Regions from separate parts of the Mus musculus genome. Here region 1 is linked to region 2. A link is a contact called in public Hi-C data. All regions are on one chromosome and are shown on one strand. The core of a region is the stretch at or near the end of the contact, and the rest is flanking DNA. Distances in the headings are between cores, read along the strand shown. Region 1 overlaps Trerf1 (transcriptional regulating factor 1). Region 2 has its middle 4.9 kb from the start of Gm41589.

Region 1 (2,700 bases), core at 109-2,608, 120 kb after region 2:
CTGAGAGGACACAGGCCGTCGTGGTGGTAGAGATACGGTTCTGGTGTTTGTCCAGTTTTCTACCTTGTCTCCTTTTATAGTCTGCAAGGGGCAGCCTTTCCCCAGTCCATGGGATGATCTGCCCACCCTCAGTGCAGGACTTCTGTTCTAGAAATGTCCTCCCAGACGCACCAAAAGAGCACCGTGGTGATGCGCTGGCCATTTCTCAGTCTAATCAAGCCTGCATCTGAACTAACCATTGCACTTTCTTTTTCTACTTTGTGCTGGTGTTCAGAGAAAGTGGCAAAGCAGACTGTAAGCAAAGACCCCGGAGGTCTGATGCATACTGCTCAATGCCTCTTCTTAAATGCAAGGCTAATTTGAATTCCATCAGCAATGAACAGCCCTGCCTCTCTTCACCACTGTCAATCCTGGGAATGGCGGTTTATTGTAATTTTAAGAGCTGAACCTAGTGCCCCAGGCATGTTAGACGAGGGCTCTACCACCGAGCCATATTCTCGCCCATGTTGAGTATTGTGTTGAACACTGTTTTTGGTGTCACAGTACGAGCATTCTGCAGGATGGGTGCCCTCTCCTGGGTATGTGCACGCTGACATCTCATGGATGTCAGTCAGTGTTCTAGCTCCCTCCCCGTTATCATAACCTTCTTGCCAGCACTACAGTAGAACACAAAACTCACTTCCATTTGATAGGCTATTTCCATCTTCACCTTATCGATCTCTCCCCAGTTGACGACTTCCTGTGTGTTGGGACCATTTGTATTTCACATTTTGTGAATAGCCTATAGCTAATTTTTCACCATGCATGCTTATCATTCTCTTATTGATTTTTTTAAACCTTCTTTATGTATGAAGGACCTGAGCATGCACCTAGAAAATAAATTTCATTTCCCTGGCATTTAATTTCACTTAGGCCTCGCTGTTTGTTTACACATAGGATTAATACGTTTTTAACAGTTGAACTTACCAGCTTTTCTGCCTTTATGCTGTACTCCCTGGTGTACCTGAACTTCTGACTTCACCCACACCCCTTCTTCACGTGCCGGGATGAGGGATATGCTGGCTGCAGACATGCCTAGGGCTGAGCTCTGGGTTGTGGTCCTCAGTTCGGCAGGGTCTGGGAAGCAGCAGTCCCTACCTGGCAGTCCGTCTGTTTCTACCTGGATCCTCACAGTTTAACCAGGATGCCACTAGACAGATCGTTGCTGACCTGCTGCACACTGTGGTGATATAGAGGTGGAGGCTGAAGGTCATTGGGTATGTACATGAGGCAGGTGACAGTGCCCTTCTCCATGACCCCCTACTGCCACTAATAGGGGGCTCTTCTGGAAGTGGTAGCCTCTAGGGCCGTAGAAACTGAGGCAGTTGTCAAGAGGAAGGGCCAGCCAGTCTGGCCACATCTGTCTACTCTGACTGATTAAGCCCAAGAGGGAGCAAAGATGGGACAAGTGGGACCACGGCTTCTAAAGGCCATGTGACCTGGTTTGGCTCTGACTCTGTGGTAACAGCCTCATGATGTGGGCCAGTGGTACTCTATCGACTGGATCTTTTCCTCTCTACTTAACAGATGGCCCTTCCCAGTGAGCTGCCCCGGTGAGGCTGGCTGCAGGGTGGATGCTGGTAAATCGCCCTCAGCCGCACTTGCTGAGTGGAAGCTGGGGGACTTCTGGGATCAGGAGCACTCAGAGTCCTGTTCTCTTAGCCAATTCCCCGTGACCTAGGGTGTGTCTGCAGCACTGGGAATGCAGCCTGGTGGCAGAGGTCTCGTCTGGCATGGGTGAGGCCCTAAGTCCTCAAAATGATGATGATGAAGAGGAGGAGGAACAAGAGGAGGAGGAAGAGGAAGATGATGTGGTGATGACAATGTTGTGTAAATTGCACTACAGGGATTTTGTGTTTTTATGTGGGGGTGAACATGTGTATGCCTGTGTGTAAAGGCTAGGAAACAATGTCAGGTGTCATCCCTCAGGTATCACCCACCCTTTGTAAGGCTGCATCTCTCACTGGCCTAGAACTGGTACTGAGTGCATGCTCTTCCCTTCTGGCCTGCAGACACACTGAGTGCATGCCCTTCCCTTCTGGCCTGCAGGCCCACTGAGTGCATTCCCTTCCCTTCTGGCCTGCAGGCCCATTGAGTGCATGCCCTTTCATCCCTAAGCTGTTGCCTTTGTGATGGCTCCCACCCGCTCTGCCCTTCCCCAGCCCTGATTGGGTTGGGTCATTCTCCTTCACGTGGGTCTTCTCGGTTGCACCCTCAAAAAGACTCCCATTGGCCATTGCGGCTCATGTTGTCTAATTCCTGAGCATCGCAGGAGTCACAGCGTTAATAATAACAGTAGCGCTGGAGCTAACATTACAGAATGCCAGGTTCATGCCAGGCAGCTCTGTGAAGCTCGGCATGTGTGGATCCAGTTGGTCCTTGTATTTACTCTTTGGGAAGATTACTATATTGGGTTTTATTTGTTTTTTTAATAATACTTTTATCGTATGTCATGTGTATGAGTGTTTCACTTGCCTGTAAGTTAGCCTGTGCACCTTGTGGGTACCTGGTGCCCTCAGAGGTCAGAAGAGAGCATCAGGTCCCCTGGAACTGGAGTTATGAATGGTTGTGAGCTGCCAAATGGGTGTCAGGAACTGATCCTAGCCCTCTACAGGGGCAACAAGTTCTCTTAATGTCCCAGCCACCTCTACAGCCTGGAGA
Region 2 (2,700 bases), core at 132-2,631:
CTGAGTTCTGTAAACAGGTTTTGAGTTTAGAAAGGGAAAATGGGTTAAAAAACAAAACAAAATAATAACACCACCACCACCACCACCACCCCCTTATGTTACTGATAAACAGTCCGTTTTTCCTTCTCTCCTTCCTCCCATCAGGCTTCAGGATCAAGGGATTAATATTTGGCAGATTGAGAGTTGAGTTAGTTCGAAATCTTAGTGCCACCTATCACATGTTCCCAACTAGGCATTAGCTAAACAAATTAGCTGTTATCTTTAACTGGGCTATTGGCTGAGTCTGATTGGGTGTATACGCTCAGAGAGTAAATAAGAATTCCTCATGTGTGTTTATTCCAGGGTGGAATTATTTACATGTCTAACCTGGGAGCCAAGAATGGGTTTTTTTTCCCCCTCTTAACATTTATTTTATTGTCTCGCTTTTGGCCATTAATCAAGTCACAGTAGCGCCCCCCCCCTCCGCCATTCAACTGAGAATGTTCTCGTGGTAATAAAGGCTTGAAGGCCCAAGAATCATAATTCATTCTTTTTATAATATTGTGACAATTGTCAGGATTTGATTTACAGGAATTGATACCCGGAGTGACACACCCCTTTGGGCCCCGCCCTTTCAGGCATGTCCATTTTCGCCAACTGATTGTTTAGAAGCTAGCCTGACATGTTGGGGGGGGGGGAGAGGAGGAGGGAGGGAAGGCGCCTTTGCCTTATGCATTATAGGCACAGAGAAGATTAATTTTGTAGGTTCCAGAATGAACGTGGGTCTTTTCACAGCTTGGTAAGCAGGCATCCACGTAGCAGGCATGTGCTAATATCAGAGAGCATTGACAGAAGCTTACTGTGGAAATAGTCAGTCTAGCAGCTGTGCAGAGAGCACTCTGTTAACCGGCCTGTGCCTGTGCTATTTGTTGAGTTCAGAGTTTAAATTATAAAGAGGGGAGAGAGGAGAGGGTGTTGTGTTCCGTGCCTCGTATATTAAAATGTGCAGACACGGAAAACAAAGCTTATTTAGAATTTTCTCTTTCTTTTTTGATGTATGGGTTTATCGTAAGAACACAAAGTATTGTTTTTCTCTCCCTAGGCAGGGTGGGGTGGTGCATAGAAGAATTTGCCAAGAGGCTGATAGGGTGAGAAGAGCTAAAATTGTTTATATTTAGTAGTTGGTTTGAGTTTGTGGGCATTTGTAACGTGACAGAACTTCTAAGGTGGCTGTATGCTCAAGGCAGGCCAAGGTGAATCTGAAAATGGATAGGGTACCAATTTTTAGCCGGTTCTGCATATGGGGGTTATTGTTATTATTTTTTTTTTAAAGGATAGCTCTTTGGGTTCCAGCTTTATTCTAGAGTCACGTGGAGTGAGAACCCAGAGCTCTTGACACTGTCTTCCTGGGCCAACGGCCAAATTGCTTCATGGACTCAGGGCGAGTTGATTAACTTCTGTTTTTTGTCTTCTCCTGGAGAAATGGATTTGTACGTTGGCATTCCACAAAGGCGCTTGAGCGGCCTGGCAACTGTGCCAACATGTAAAAGCCATTACTTAGGAAAGCCTGCTGTTGGTGTAGAGTCCCTCATTCATTTACATCTTATGGATTTTTTTAAAAATACTTTTAATTGTGTTTTTGTTCGTGAGTCTGCATGTGGGTATGTACACATGTGAGTGCAGATTCCTGCTGAGGCCAGAGGCGTGGGGTCTCCTGGAGCTGCAGTTATAGGCAGTGGTGACCCTCCTAGTGGGTGCTGGGAATGAAGTTCCGGTAGTCTGCCAGGAGCAAGCAGTTAAGTGCCCTTCACTACTGCTGAGCCACCTCTCCAGCCCTGTTGTAGATTTATTAAAAAAAAAAATCCTAATTATACGTGCTGCTGTAGAGGGAGCTTGTACTTTCAGGCACCCAAAATAATTTCAGTTCATCTTCGAAGTTTCCTCTCCAGCCAGCTGGCTGGATGATCTAATGCTGAGTCAAGCTTGAGGTTAGTTAAGCTGTTGTTCCCGGGCAGCAGGTAGCTTTGGGGAGGCGAAGTGGACCCTCAAAGCTTAGTGTGAACTTGCCTGATGAGCTCACATGTGGGCTATTGCAATTCGTGCGAGTGGTGATAGGGTCCTTACTGACTGACGGTGTATGGTGACTTCCGGGACCTGGACTGCCACTCTGGGCTTTTCGGGAGAAAGCTCTAGATGGTTTTATTGACTTTGGATATTGACCCAGAAAAAATAAGGATCCAGACAGGTGCTCCAGACCTGCCCTGGAGCCACACATTTCTGAACTCACGAAACTGTGTGGCTGAAACAGGGAAGAGGGCTGGAGTCCTCAGAGATCTTGTGGGAAGGCTACAATCTTAAAGGATCTTGTGGGTTAACCGTATTTTTAGATTTTCATATTGGAGAGTAACTGGTGAGGTTAAAATATAGTTGAGATTTTTCTCTTTATCCCCACCCTGTCCGGAAAGGGACTAAAACCCGCCGGATTGCAGTTACTGGTATGCTTATCCACTGATGGATATGGGCGTGCGTGCCTGCGTATATGCGTGCGTGCTTGCGCGCATGCGTGTGTGCATACGCAAGCCAGATGTCAGTGTTGCCTGTTTCCTCCTCAGGTGCCCTGTCACCTTATTTAACTTATTTATTCATTTGACTTTTATTTGTGTATATGTGTACCCCTGCGCATGCGTGGCGGTCTAGGGTAGCTTGTGGGAGCTGATTCTC

Evidence for each region. Hi-C and Micro-C count contacts between places; a contact is called where the count stands out from the background.
Region 1: a Hi-C map of the N1E-115 cell line shows a contact between it and region 2, with 3 times the contacts expected there. The contact joins two enhancer-like sites. A contact is called at or near these places in 5 of 39 promoter capture datasets (the 3T3-L1 cell line, cranial neural crest, hippocampal neurons and 1 more), 6 of 484 Hi-C or Micro-C datasets (the G1E-ER4 cell line, the N1E-115 cell line, bone marrow-derived macrophages and 2 more), 16 of 115 datasets of contacts at active chromatin or transcription factors (CD8 T cells, the HPC-7 cell line, VIP interneurons and 10 more) and 1 of 9 other capture datasets (bone marrow-derived macrophages).

What each region holds. Positions count from the first base shown.
Region 1 is chr17:47,263,328-47,266,027 of GRCm38.p6, forward strand. The region is part of intron 1 of Trerf1 (transcriptional regulating factor 1); the gene reads left to right. Among named protein-coding and RNA genes, the nearest start is that of Trerf1, 34 kb to the left of the region's middle. Within about 2 kb of position 1,359, at least 3 of the 459 cell types and tissues checked have an H3K27ac peak or open chromatin away from gene starts, as enhancers often do. A contact at or near this core is called in the N1E-115 cell line, where this site is marked.
Region 2 is chr17:47,143,255-47,145,954 of GRCm38.p6, forward strand. It overlaps a transcript of Trerf1 not described here. Among named protein-coding and RNA genes, the nearest start is that of Gm41589, 4.9 kb to the left of the region's middle. Within about 2 kb of position 1,382, at least 27 of the 459 cell types and tissues checked have an H3K27ac peak or open chromatin away from gene starts, as enhancers often do. A contact at or near this core is called in the N1E-115 cell line, where this site is marked.